Regions from separate parts of the Anser cygnoides genome. Here region 1 is linked to region 2. A link is a contact called in public Hi-C data. All regions are on one chromosome and are shown on one strand. Each heading gives the region's core, a stretch centred on a gene start, on an enhancer-like site or on the middle of the called end of the contact. The rest is flanking DNA. Distances are from core to core; before and after follow the strand shown.

Region 1 (5,301 bases), core at 1,475-3,974, 350 kb before region 2:
ACAAAAAATAGAGTTGAGAACCTAGAGTCTCTTTCGAAGTCCAGTGAAATTCTATATGAAGAAGTGAGTCCAATTAATTTTTATTTTTTCTGGCTTCAGCCAAAACCTGAAAGAACAAAGTGGCAACTTTTGGGAAGAAGATGAACAAAAAAAGATGAACAAAATGAATCAAAACTATAAGTGATGTGCTAAAAAATTCCAAACTAAATTATTACAAAGCAAGTGGCTAAACAGACTCTGAGGATAAAACTCTCTGAGTTGTGTGATACTACAGGTAAAACAGGTTGGGTCAAAGTTTTATTTTTGCATGGTTCCAAGTATATGATTTGGCTAAATATTAGTTACTCTAATATAAAGTCAGGTGTCATTTTAGAGTGGCAAGACTATACTAAAATAATTCCATGTATTGCACTTGTTCCAGAATAACAAGAGTCACATATGGAACTATTTGGTAACGGTTGATGGGAACAGGTATTTTGGAGTATCTCTGTGTAAATCAGTTCTTGGTAGCTTAAGGACAGGAAGAAATAGAATAGGACGAGGAGAAAAACAAATCTCTGATATAGCAAATGAAAAGAAATAAAAAACTAGCAAAATTGTGGGGAGCTTTGAAGGACCAGCTGAGGGATTTGCCAGCACTGTCCCTAGGAAATTGTCCTACTGCTGTAAAGCATGGAGACCAAGTGTTTTGTAAGATTTTATCTTCCCAGTACAACTATTTTTAAAGTTCTATGAATGAGAACTGCAACCTCAGTCACTGGCAAAGGAACTCCATCTAGTATAGCTGTTAGTGTACAACAACATCTTTTAAAAACAAACCAACTTATTTTTTTGCCCTTCTGTGGTAAAATCCACATCAACAACCCTGTTCTTGTGTCTTGAATCAAAACTATACTTTCAGTGATGTCCTAAAAAAAATCCAACCCAAATCAGTACAAAAATTGAATACAGTGTAAAAACACAAGAAATATTCTCATGAAAGGAACATTTTTCAGATTTCTCAGAATTAATTTCCACTGAAATCTCAATGTCCCCTTAGTAGATGTTATCCTGTGTTGTAAAAAATTATCTTAGTTCCTTCTGACCTTACTGGGAGCAGAATCAGAGTCTGAATTAGTGGTTTTTAAAGAACAGAGCTGGATTCAGAGGTGAAAACTGAACTGTTCCTCTGTATCCTAAGAATATCAAACCCTAGCGCAGCCCTATTACTTAGTGAGGATCTGTTCAGTGGAAAAATCACTGAGGGAATAATGAGGGGGGAAGAACAAGAGAGGGAGGAAAAGATGAGAAGAAAAGAGAAAGAGGGCAAGAGAGAGCAAAAAGGAAAAGGGGATTTGCTTTTGATGTCACAGTTCTATCAACTCATGCATTTTTCATGGACACCAACTAATTCTGAAATAATGCTGTGCTGACAATCCGCACACACACACACACACACACACAGCCAAGCTCCCAAATATCATGATACTGGCTTAGAAAGGATGAGATTCACAAAAATTATAAACTCAAGACTTTTATTTCCCTAGTAATTTGTGAACCTTTTGAGATCACATATTCAGGCTCTTCTCTCAAACTTGAGATTTAGAAATGTAATTATTTGTAGGGGAAGCTGAGGCTCCAATTTAATCACATCTGCTGAAGAGCCAGAGCTTAAAACAAAGCTAAGTGTTGCAAAATCTCACTGTAATCATAAGAGTTGCCAACACTAAATGTCATAACCGTGGCAAACTGTACGGTTTTGATGCAAACCTAAAATTTATGAAATGTTGGAGGCATTAAAAGTGCATTAACTGAAGTTGCACTCGTGCCCTTTGGTAGAAATTAATTAAAAACTGAAAGTGAAGCCAACTGGCAAATGAAAATAAGTTGGTAGGACTCAGAGGTAACCTGTTTTGCAGTTCAACCTTCAGATTTTGTAAACTGAACTAGAAGGGAGCACTGGCATTTCTCGGTGCTTTTGATTAAGACCTGATCACTTTTTAAACAAAGTAATTCACGAATTCGAGTGTAAACATTCTTCTAGGTTTTAGTCATCCGGGCTGCCGCAGCGCTGCTCGTTGCTTTTACTTGCAGTGCTAATGAAAAACAACCTATGCACAGGTGCAGGAAACAGCACAGGATCTTTATTTGCCCGAACAGAATTTCAGGTCGTAAACTTGTATCTTTGTGTCAGCCTTCAGATACCAGTCACCTAAGTCGTCCTGTGGGGTTTTTACAATTGTGCAGTACGTTTTCATGTACGCTCTGGACCTTGCACTGTTGAACTGCGATGGATGGGGACCTCCTTCTGTGTTTTTATGTCTTTAAGCCGGCTGGCACTTAAGAGAACACAATTAGATTAGCATCCCACTCTTAATCACCCACGGCACGGTGAGCGCGCCGGGGTAAGAAATAATAAAAGCGGTGAAAAATTAGTTCACTGGCAGAACAATATCCTGACGCTGGCGATTAACCGGAGGGGGGGAGGCAAGGCAGCGGCGGGCAGGGCCCCATCTGACACGTTCGCAACCTGGCCGAGGGCAAAACCCTGCCCTCGCCGCCCCGGGCCGGCCGGCGGGGAGCCGCTGGCGGGGCGCTCCCGGGGGCCGGGCCGGGCTCGGGGGAGCCCCTCGGTATCCGCAGCCCGGCCCGGCGGCGGGGGCAGCGGGCTCCGGTGCCCGGTTGCCGGTGCCCGGGGTGCCGCCGCCTCAGCGCAGCCCGGCCGGCCGGGCCTCCTCCCCCCCCCGCTCGGCGCGCCGCAGATCGCAGGCTGATAATTCGAAAATGGAGGATGAGCCCTCTCAGCCATTAATTAATAATGTAGCTCGCTGTCTTCCTGTGTGACACACGCTGGAAGGCACCGAGCGGCCAATAAAGATGTAGGGGAGAGAAGTGGAAGGCTCCTCCCCGCCGCTCTTCCTGATTGAGGGCTCGGAGAAGTAGATCAAAAACTTCCCGGGAGCTGGGGCCGGGGGGGGGGCAGCGAGAAGGGACGAGCGGAGGGCGCCGCGTTTCGCACCCCGGGGCGGCTCGGGGCAGCACCAGGTAGGCGGCAGGGGGGGAGCGGAGCCCCGAGCCCCCCGCGGCGGCGGGGCCGGAGGGCGGGGAGCCCCCCGAGCCGTGCCGAGCCGTGCCGGGGGGGGGGCGGGCGAGGACCCCGCTAGGGCAGCGGGCCGGCAGGAAGCGAAGGAGGGCGATAAGCGGTCGCTGCGGGCAGGAGGAGGAGGAGTGGAAGTTGGCGTCCGGGCCGGCGTGCGCGGCTCAGAGGCGGGGAAGGGGTGACCCGGGGGCGGCGGGGGGGCGGCGGAGACAAAGCGCGGCGGCGGCGGCCGGGGCCGGGGTATCCCCGCGCCGAGCACGTTGTGTGCGGCCGGGGCCGGGGCCGCGGCCGGGGCGGGGTGGGCCGGGGGGGCGCCGCCCCCGCCCGGCGTTCGGCGTCATGGCCCCATTGTGAGGCTGCGGGAGGAGGCGGGGGAGGAAGGAGCCGCCGTTCGCTCCCCGCGCAGTCCCAGGCAGGCAGCGGCGTGTCAGGCACACAAAAGGCTGCCGCCGCCGCGCCGCCCGAGCCCGCCGTGCCGTGCCGCCGCGCTCCGCCGCTCCTTCCCCGGCCCCCCCGGGGGGAGGGACACGCCGGGCCCGCTCCCTCCTCCCCGGGCCGGGGGCGCCGCCGCCCGCCCGCACTCACTGCCCGCCTTCCCTCCGTGTTTTTTTTTTCCCTCCGGTTCGAAGCGGGTCCCGGGGCAGGAAGGAGACGACGGAGCGGGGCGATGCCGCTGCTGCACCGCAAGCCCTTCGTGAGGGAGAAGCCCCCCGCCGACCTGCGGCCGGACGAGCGCGTTTTCCACTGCAGGGTCACCAACGAGATCTTCAGGGACTACGAGTAAGCCGCGGCCCCTTTTCCCCGGACCCCCCCCCCGCGCCCTTCCGCCGGCGGCGCGAGGCAGGAGCGGTTGGAGCCCCCAACGGCTGACACCTGGGCGGGGAGGCGGGGGGAGGCGGCCGGGGGATTCCCCGGCAGCGCCGCGGGGAGCCCGGCGGGGCGGAGGGGAGGTGGCGGCGGTGCCGGTGGTGGCGGCGGGGGGGGGGGGGGCTGGCGCCGAGCCCGTGCCCCGCCGAGGGGTGGGGGGAGAGGGCGGATCTCCCGGCCTGGGCAGGGGGAATCCCTGCCCGCCTTCCCCTCCTGGCGGGGGGATCCCGCCGGCCCCCTCCTCCTCCCGCTGCCGCCGCCGCCGCCGCGGGGCAGGGGGCGCCGGCTCCTGCACACCCCCGCGAGGAAGTGAAAGTTGCGGCCGCGGGAGGCGGCGGGCGGTGCGAGCCCCGGCCCCTGCCCCTGCCCCGCCGCATGTCGCTAGGCCGGGACGCGCCGCCAACGGCCGCCGGGCCGGGCCCGGGCTGCACAACGGCGGCGGCCGCCCCGGCGTGCGGGGCCCTTGGGCACCATTGTTGTGGGAGCGCCCGGCCCGGCTCGGCTCGGCCCGGCTCCCGGCCGGCCCCTGGCCGCCGCGCTTAACTCCTTGTTCCCGGCGGCCTCTCCCGGGCCGGGGTGTCAGAGCCGCCGCCGCCGCGCCGCCCATGGCCGCGCTCGCCCCGCCCTCCGCCGGCCGCGGGCCCGGGAGCCGTTGCCCGGCCCGGCTGGAAATGGCTCGGCCGCCCCGGGAGGGCCGCGGGGCGCTGCACCTGTCCGCGGCTCCCCGCGCCGGGCCGGGCCGGGCGTCCTCACAGCGCGGGGAGCGCCCGGGGCTGGAAACTGGCCCCGGAGAGGCGAGCGGCGCGGCCGAGAGGGACACCTGTCCCCGCCGCCGGTCAGGCTGCCCTGTCCCGTCACGGCCCTCCTTTTTTTTTTTTTTTTTTTTTTTTTTCCCGTCGGTGAAAAGACCGATGGAAATTGTGAAAGCGTCGTTAACGCGGCGCGGTGGAGAAAAGGCATGGGTAGTCCCTAAGTTAGTGTCACGTACTTGAGTGCTTGCAAGAACAATGGACGGAAAGTACTTAGACGGTTTTCTAAAGCTGCTGCATGCGTGTCTCCGGACCCTACAGCCTCATCCAGCGCCGTCCCCACCTACAAAAGGCCCCCAAATCCAAGCTCATTTGATATATATAATAAAAAATAAAAAAAGACGTGTAGACTAACGAGATCGTATCTGAAATACTTTTCATTTGCAGCATATGAAATGAGAGCACACCTAGATCTTTTTCATGTTTAGGCTTGTTTTTCCGACTCAAATACACTTCACCTAATAAAATCTTGAAGAAGTTGGATTAGGTAACTCCGGAGGGTAATGCCTCGCTGTTTCCTGGGCAATGCGCTATGTGTGTGGGGGG
Region 2 (5,816 bases), core at 2,649-5,148:
CTAGCCAGTAATGAGAAAGCTAGTTAAGCATAGAAGCTTACAGCAAATTGTGCCATGGTATCAGGTATGATACTTGTCTGATAATGCACTGCTAGACTTATCTTCCATGCTGCTGCTTAGCTGTGAGGGTTAATGTGTTTTGACTTGTGCTTCAGGGATTCCTATGGCTTCAGAGAGGCAGGATCTCTGGCAGAGCATGACATCCATTTTTCATGATGAAGCTGCGGTAACATGATGCCAGTGGGACAACTCTGTATGTGTCTGAAGAGAACTGGAGCATCCTGATGGGTTGTGAGTAATGTTATATCTGTAGTTGTAATGTTCAGTGGATGCACAGAACCAATCCTTTTTAGCTGTTTGCACATATTTAATTCATTATAGTAACTCAAAATGCAACCACTTTGATGCTCTGTCCCTGTGACCAATTCTTTAATTGGGTTAACATTGCTACAAACATGGTATTACATGAGAATCTTGGCTTTAAAATAAGTTTATCAAGAGCACTTTGAATTTTAAGTATGAAATTTGACTTTTAGGTGACTACTGTCAGTGGATGGAATACCCCGTACTCTGATATGGGGAGTTTAGCTCACTGAAATTGAGATTTGCTTATCTGCATTTCCACTTCTAGGGACATGTATTCTGCATTTCCTTGCATACACCAAATCCATTTTAAAATGATAGTCAAGATCCTTATGCAGTGTCTTGATTGAAGAAGCTAGAGGGTTCAGAAAAGACTCATAATTGCAAGATCTGCCAAGACTCACGATTCGGTGGGACTGAATTCAGAGATGTGCAAAATGCAAGACCAAAAAGGAACTGTGGCCAAATTCCTTCAAAACTGTCATGCCAAAATGAGCTGTTGTACAGTTGGCTGCAGGCATTAGTCTTGATGGAGAACAAGGGCTCTCCTTCCCCAACTAAAATGGCCTTTGTGTCAGCCCAGGGTTCCTCACTAGAAAAATTCACACTCCTCCAAGAGTGGGCTGCCTCAGTTCTTTGGTGCAATAGGGCATATTCCAACATTGAAATTTTGGAGAGAGTGTAATTCTCAAGGAATGAGTTTACTTATCATTTAATTGATTTTAATAAAATAGCTCCAAAGAACCAGCATGGGCTTTTTTTTTTTTCCACAATGTAATTTTTATTAGTAATTTATTCAGCCTAGCAGATGCCAACATGCAAACTATGCAAAGAGCAAATCTCTTCCTCCAAGTGTAAATATTTACTGATCATAGTCAATGGTATTTAGTACTCTGCAAACATATTGTCAACGGTTCTATCCAGACTCTTCCCTAATTGCAGCTTGAGAGTTGGCAGAGGCATGTCCTCTGTGAAAAGATGGCTACAGGAAGGGAAGAAATAAAAAAAGGAAAGGAAAAAAAAAACGATAGCAGGCTAAATAGGTTCTTGACTTAATTTGATTGGAGTTATACCAGAGGTGAATATGGCCCAGAACAAGTTAAACTCTGGTGCAGGAGCCACACAGAGAGTTGGAAGGATGATCCTTGTGCCTCTAGAGGGACTACTCTCCCCCAGCAGACCATAAGCTTGTCTTGGCACTGCTCTAAAAGGGACTTTACAGTGTAGGGTAGGCAGGTTCAACCTTCCACCTGTTTGAAGAGATGTAGGTCCACTCCTTCTTAGATGTAGAAAGAGATGAAGGACTATTCTTTGCATTGCCTCAACTGGCTAAGTTTATTTGAGCAGTCCAAAAGAGCAAATATTTGCTATCCCAACCACCATCTGTTCTGGAAAGGAGACTATTTTTTAAACACAGACCTGCCTTTTGTTCTCTAGCTGTCAGCACAAAACCCTGCATGGGTTAATGTCTGGAACAGAGCTCGACTGTACTGGAGCCACTTGTGCTTGAACTAATATCCTAAAATCTCCTTTACTGCACCTCCAGCCCAATCCCCTTTGATGCCATTTCATTACATCCCATAATCTCTACTCTCTCAACAACCTCAAATAAATACAAACCAACTGAAAGATAAACAGTGGCTTAGACCTCATTTATATTCTATGAAAACCTCCTATTGCCTGCATGTCTTAGCACCCCAGCTTTTCACATGAGGCGTGTAAAGTTGCAAAGATCTTTAAACACCTTTCAAAACGATGTCCTCTGGGGGCCTGAACAGCAGATGTTCCCCGTGCATCACAGGGAGAGAGGTGAACAGGGCACGTTTATGATATCACGTTCTCTTTGTTTAGGTGATCACGGCTTTACTTTAGTACCTTTATTTTCCCATTCTGCATCTGGGCTTCTCCGTGTGCATTTTCATTTATTTTTTTTTCTCCTGAGACTGCTTAAGAAATGTGCTTGTTCCCCACCATACCAACCCAAGGGGTGTGAGCCCTCCTGCTTCATATTATTTGCTCCATCTTTGCACTTGATCCTGTCAGATTTCCTTTTTCTACAGCACACAGTCCTTCCCCCATTTTCAACCGTCTCTTCTAATTCTCCTGGATAGCAGAGGTTCTTCCTCCCTTTCTCCTTCTCTGGAAAGGAGGGGAGGGAGCATTTCAGTAGATGTCAGTATCTTACATGAAAGATGGAATGATACATCTACACAACAGATGCAGGCAGACACGCTTTGAGTCCTTAATGTGGAGCTCTGTCTGGCTCTGCATTTTGTCTACTTTTAATTATCTGATGGACTAGGGTATAAATTCCTCCTCCTCATTGCTCATTTCTAAAAGCAAATTTCTGTGTTCTAAAATTACATCAGCATGTGTGAATGATTTCAGCATCGCTTTCATCTATGGCCAGATTAGCAGTAGCAGCTCAGATCCTACTTGAGGTAGCAAAAGCTCCTGTTTCACCTGTTCAATGTCACAAACACTATATAAAGCATCTCACAATACGGGCTATGCCTGTACGCACAATGTTGTCACCTGCACTTTTTTTTTTTTTTAAGACTCTTCTCTGGGCCATCTGGAAATAACCCAAACGTGCTGAATGTGTACTTGATCTAAAATGGGCGCTTACAGCTTAAAGGAAGTTCTGCTCCTTCTGTCGTTTTGTGGAGCTGGCTGCATGTTGCAGAATGCTGCTCCGGCACACCTATTTAATATGTATCTGTACGTACTGGTACACACTGCAGTGTGTAAATGCTTCAAAGTTCCACTGCTGCTAGGGTTTCCCCTGATAACACACCAAAGCAGCTGCAGACTGGCGTTGTGCAAACCTTTGGCGTTGACAGAAACACTAAAAACGGCAAAATAACCATTTATTATTGCAGGATGTGTGTTACTGAGATGTGGGTAACAAGGAGCTGTTAGCCTGAGCATGTTTCTATCTAGTTTTTCCTTTCGGAGACAGTTGTGAGTCTTACACAACCAGCCCAGCCGCCCTTCCTTTACTCAACACAAAGCCTCCTGTAATGTTTGCTTGCAGAAAACGTGGGGGAGGCGTATTGGTAATGAATTTAGAACACCGAAAGATGCTTCTGCAGCCGCCCCCCAGCTTGCAGCAGGGGTTTTCACACTGGAAGAAAATTGCCCCTTTGGCTGCAACTCCTCAGCCAAGAGCGGGCCAGGGTACAAGCCTGACCTCCACAAAACAGGCACGCCTTAACGTGTGGTGCGCATCTGGGGGTAATTTACACGTGCTGAGAGGAAAGGGGCGTCTGTGGCCCTGCCCGGTGCGCAAATAGGAGCCGGGCAGGAGGAGAAACGACGCTCACGCAGAGGGCGGAGGGACACGACCACGCTCCTCCAGGCCCCTCCGCCCTCCACTGGGCACAGCCCCCGCGCAACGCTATTTCCGCCCTCCCCTCGCCGTTTCCGGGGTGACAGGAGAGAAGGGGGGCGTGGCTGGGGGCGTGGCCGAGGCGGGAGGAGGCGGGGCGATCTGCGGGCGGGCCAATGGGGAGCGGCGATGGGCGGGAGGGGCGGGGCGAGGCGGCGGCACGTGGCGGGGCGCGGCGCCGCCCGGTTCCGCTCCTGCCCCGCGGGGGTCGCGCCGGTACCGGGCGTGCGGCCGCCGCCTGCGCCCCGCTCAGCGCCGCGGTAAGCGCCCCGCTGCGGGCTGACAGTGCCGGGGGGGGGGGCGGTAGGCTCGGTGCGGGCACGGGGGAGCGGAGCGGGGCCCGGCGGGGCACCGGGAGGGGGCGGGCAGCCGTACCGGGAGGGCTCCGCCGGGTCGTCCCCTCCCCCAGCTCCCGGTTGCCCCCGGTCCTGGTTCCCCACTCCTCTCCCTTCCCCCGTCTCCTTCCCTTCCCGGTCTCGGTTCCCCTCTCCTATCTTCCTCCCCGGTCCCGGCTCTTCCTCCCCAGCCCTTGTCTCGGTCCCGGTCCCGGTCCCGTTCCCAGCTGCGGAGGGTAACGGGGAGCACCCGGTGCCGCTGCATGCCCCATACCGGGAGGTGACCAGCCCCCCGTGATCCTCAGGAGACCTGTTTTTTTTTTTGGGGGGGTGGGGTGGGTTGGGGATGTTCTGAAAAGCCCCCCCCGGTGCCCGCGGGGTGCCCGGTGGGCGTCGTGGCAGGGGGTCTGTCGTGGGGCTGGGGTCTGAAGTTGTGCAGCGGAGAAACCGTGGGGTGGGAGGAGCGCCGTGTGGGTAGCGCGTGTTCAATAACCCTGACTGCACCCCAGAGCTACCGGCGGCGTTCCGTGCAGCTCCTTTTATTTCCCTATGGACCCCTTCAAAGACGCGGGGTCTGCGGCACTTCCTGGCGGTGTCACAGGCACGCACAAAAAGTCTGGTGTCTGAATAAGCGATGGAGGCTGCATGAAATGCAGATTGCCTTTGTAAGTGGCTTTCCGCTTCACGTGGAGGAATGAAATGTTTTTCATCCTGTGCCCCATCGTTTACCCCAAGTAAATGTTTTCAGTAGGTTTAACTGTACCCTGGGCGATGTTAGCACACTGCCATGAGACAGTAAGAAGAACAAATCCTGTTCTTTGACCGGGCTCTTAAAGACAGTATCCTCTGGGGATGTCCTGTTCCAGTGGTTCTTGCCCTGGTGGGTTTAGTGAATCCCTTAACTCGCCTCTCTGCTGCCTCCAAACTTTGTCTTGTAGGACTGGCAAAGAAAAATCCCGTGTCAGGATCCTATTGAGTACGGTGCCTTGGCATCCCGTGTGTTAGCTGAATGAATCCCTGCCGGGCTTGGTCATGCGACAGCACTCCTGCTTCCCGATAAAGTGAGTTAACCGACTGCTTGCCTAAGGAGCCACCATGGGAACGCTGACCCTCCCTGCCTGGAGCTAATCCGCGGCCTTGCTGATCGAAGTGAACTCCCTGATACTGAGTATTTGGTGCCCTTTAGGCCTCTGAGGGTTTGTGGCTGATCAGTAGCTTTGAAAACTGGGCTCTAAGATGCATGTTGATGTTTCTCTCTCTCAAAAGTGCATGTATTTCTGTATTAATCTTACTTACCTATCATAATGATCCACTACTGTATGTGTTAATGCAGTCCATTACATGGCAATGGGTAATTTAGAAAGGATCTGTCCATTTTTATTATCTTTATAATGGGTTAATGCACTTGCTGTGCGTGTTTGCTGCTTGGTTCTAGTTTAAATACTTTATATGCTTGTATATGCACATATCCTTTTTTGTACTTCCTTGGGGAAAAGTTTGGACTACGGGCCTCTTAACGTGTAGCTGCAGACATCTTTATTTTTTTGTTTTAGCTGTAAATTCCCTGCTGGGTTTATAAAATCATCTGCCAGAAAACAGGCCTTGCATCTGGCTATCTGCTATTGAAATTCTAATTGGAGCCTCTGTGCAACCTGCAGCCCCAGCCTCCTAAACGGAGTCTCCTGGTGCAGACTTATCAGAGGCGATGGAAATAATTTGCAAGCGAA

Evidence for each region. Hi-C and Micro-C count contacts between places; a contact is called where the count stands out from the background.
Region 1: a Hi-C map of liver shows a contact between it and region 2, with 6 times the contacts expected there. The contact joins the promoter of BAZ1A here to the promoter of C5H11orf24 in region 2. A contact is called at or near these places in 2 of 7 Hi-C or Micro-C datasets (both in liver).

What each region holds. Positions count from the first base shown.
Region 1 is chr5:40,197,613-40,202,913 of Taihu_goose_T2T_genome, reverse strand. It overlaps BAZ1A (bromodomain adjacent to zinc finger domain 1A), which reads left to right and starts at 2,724. Exons shown (of 27, transcript XM_048059739.2): 1 at 2,724-3,024; 2 at 3,709-3,859. The coding sequence starts at 3,747.
Region 2 is chr5:39,853,014-39,858,829 of Taihu_goose_T2T_genome, reverse strand. It overlaps C5H11orf24 (chromosome 5 C11orf24 homolog), which reads left to right and starts at 3,898. Exons shown (of 7, transcript XM_066997965.1): 1 at 3,898-4,014; 2 at 5,028-5,150. It overlaps LOC106038849 (a long non-coding RNA gene), which reads left to right. Exons shown (of 3, transcript XR_010831823.1): 2 at 1-291; 3 at 632-888.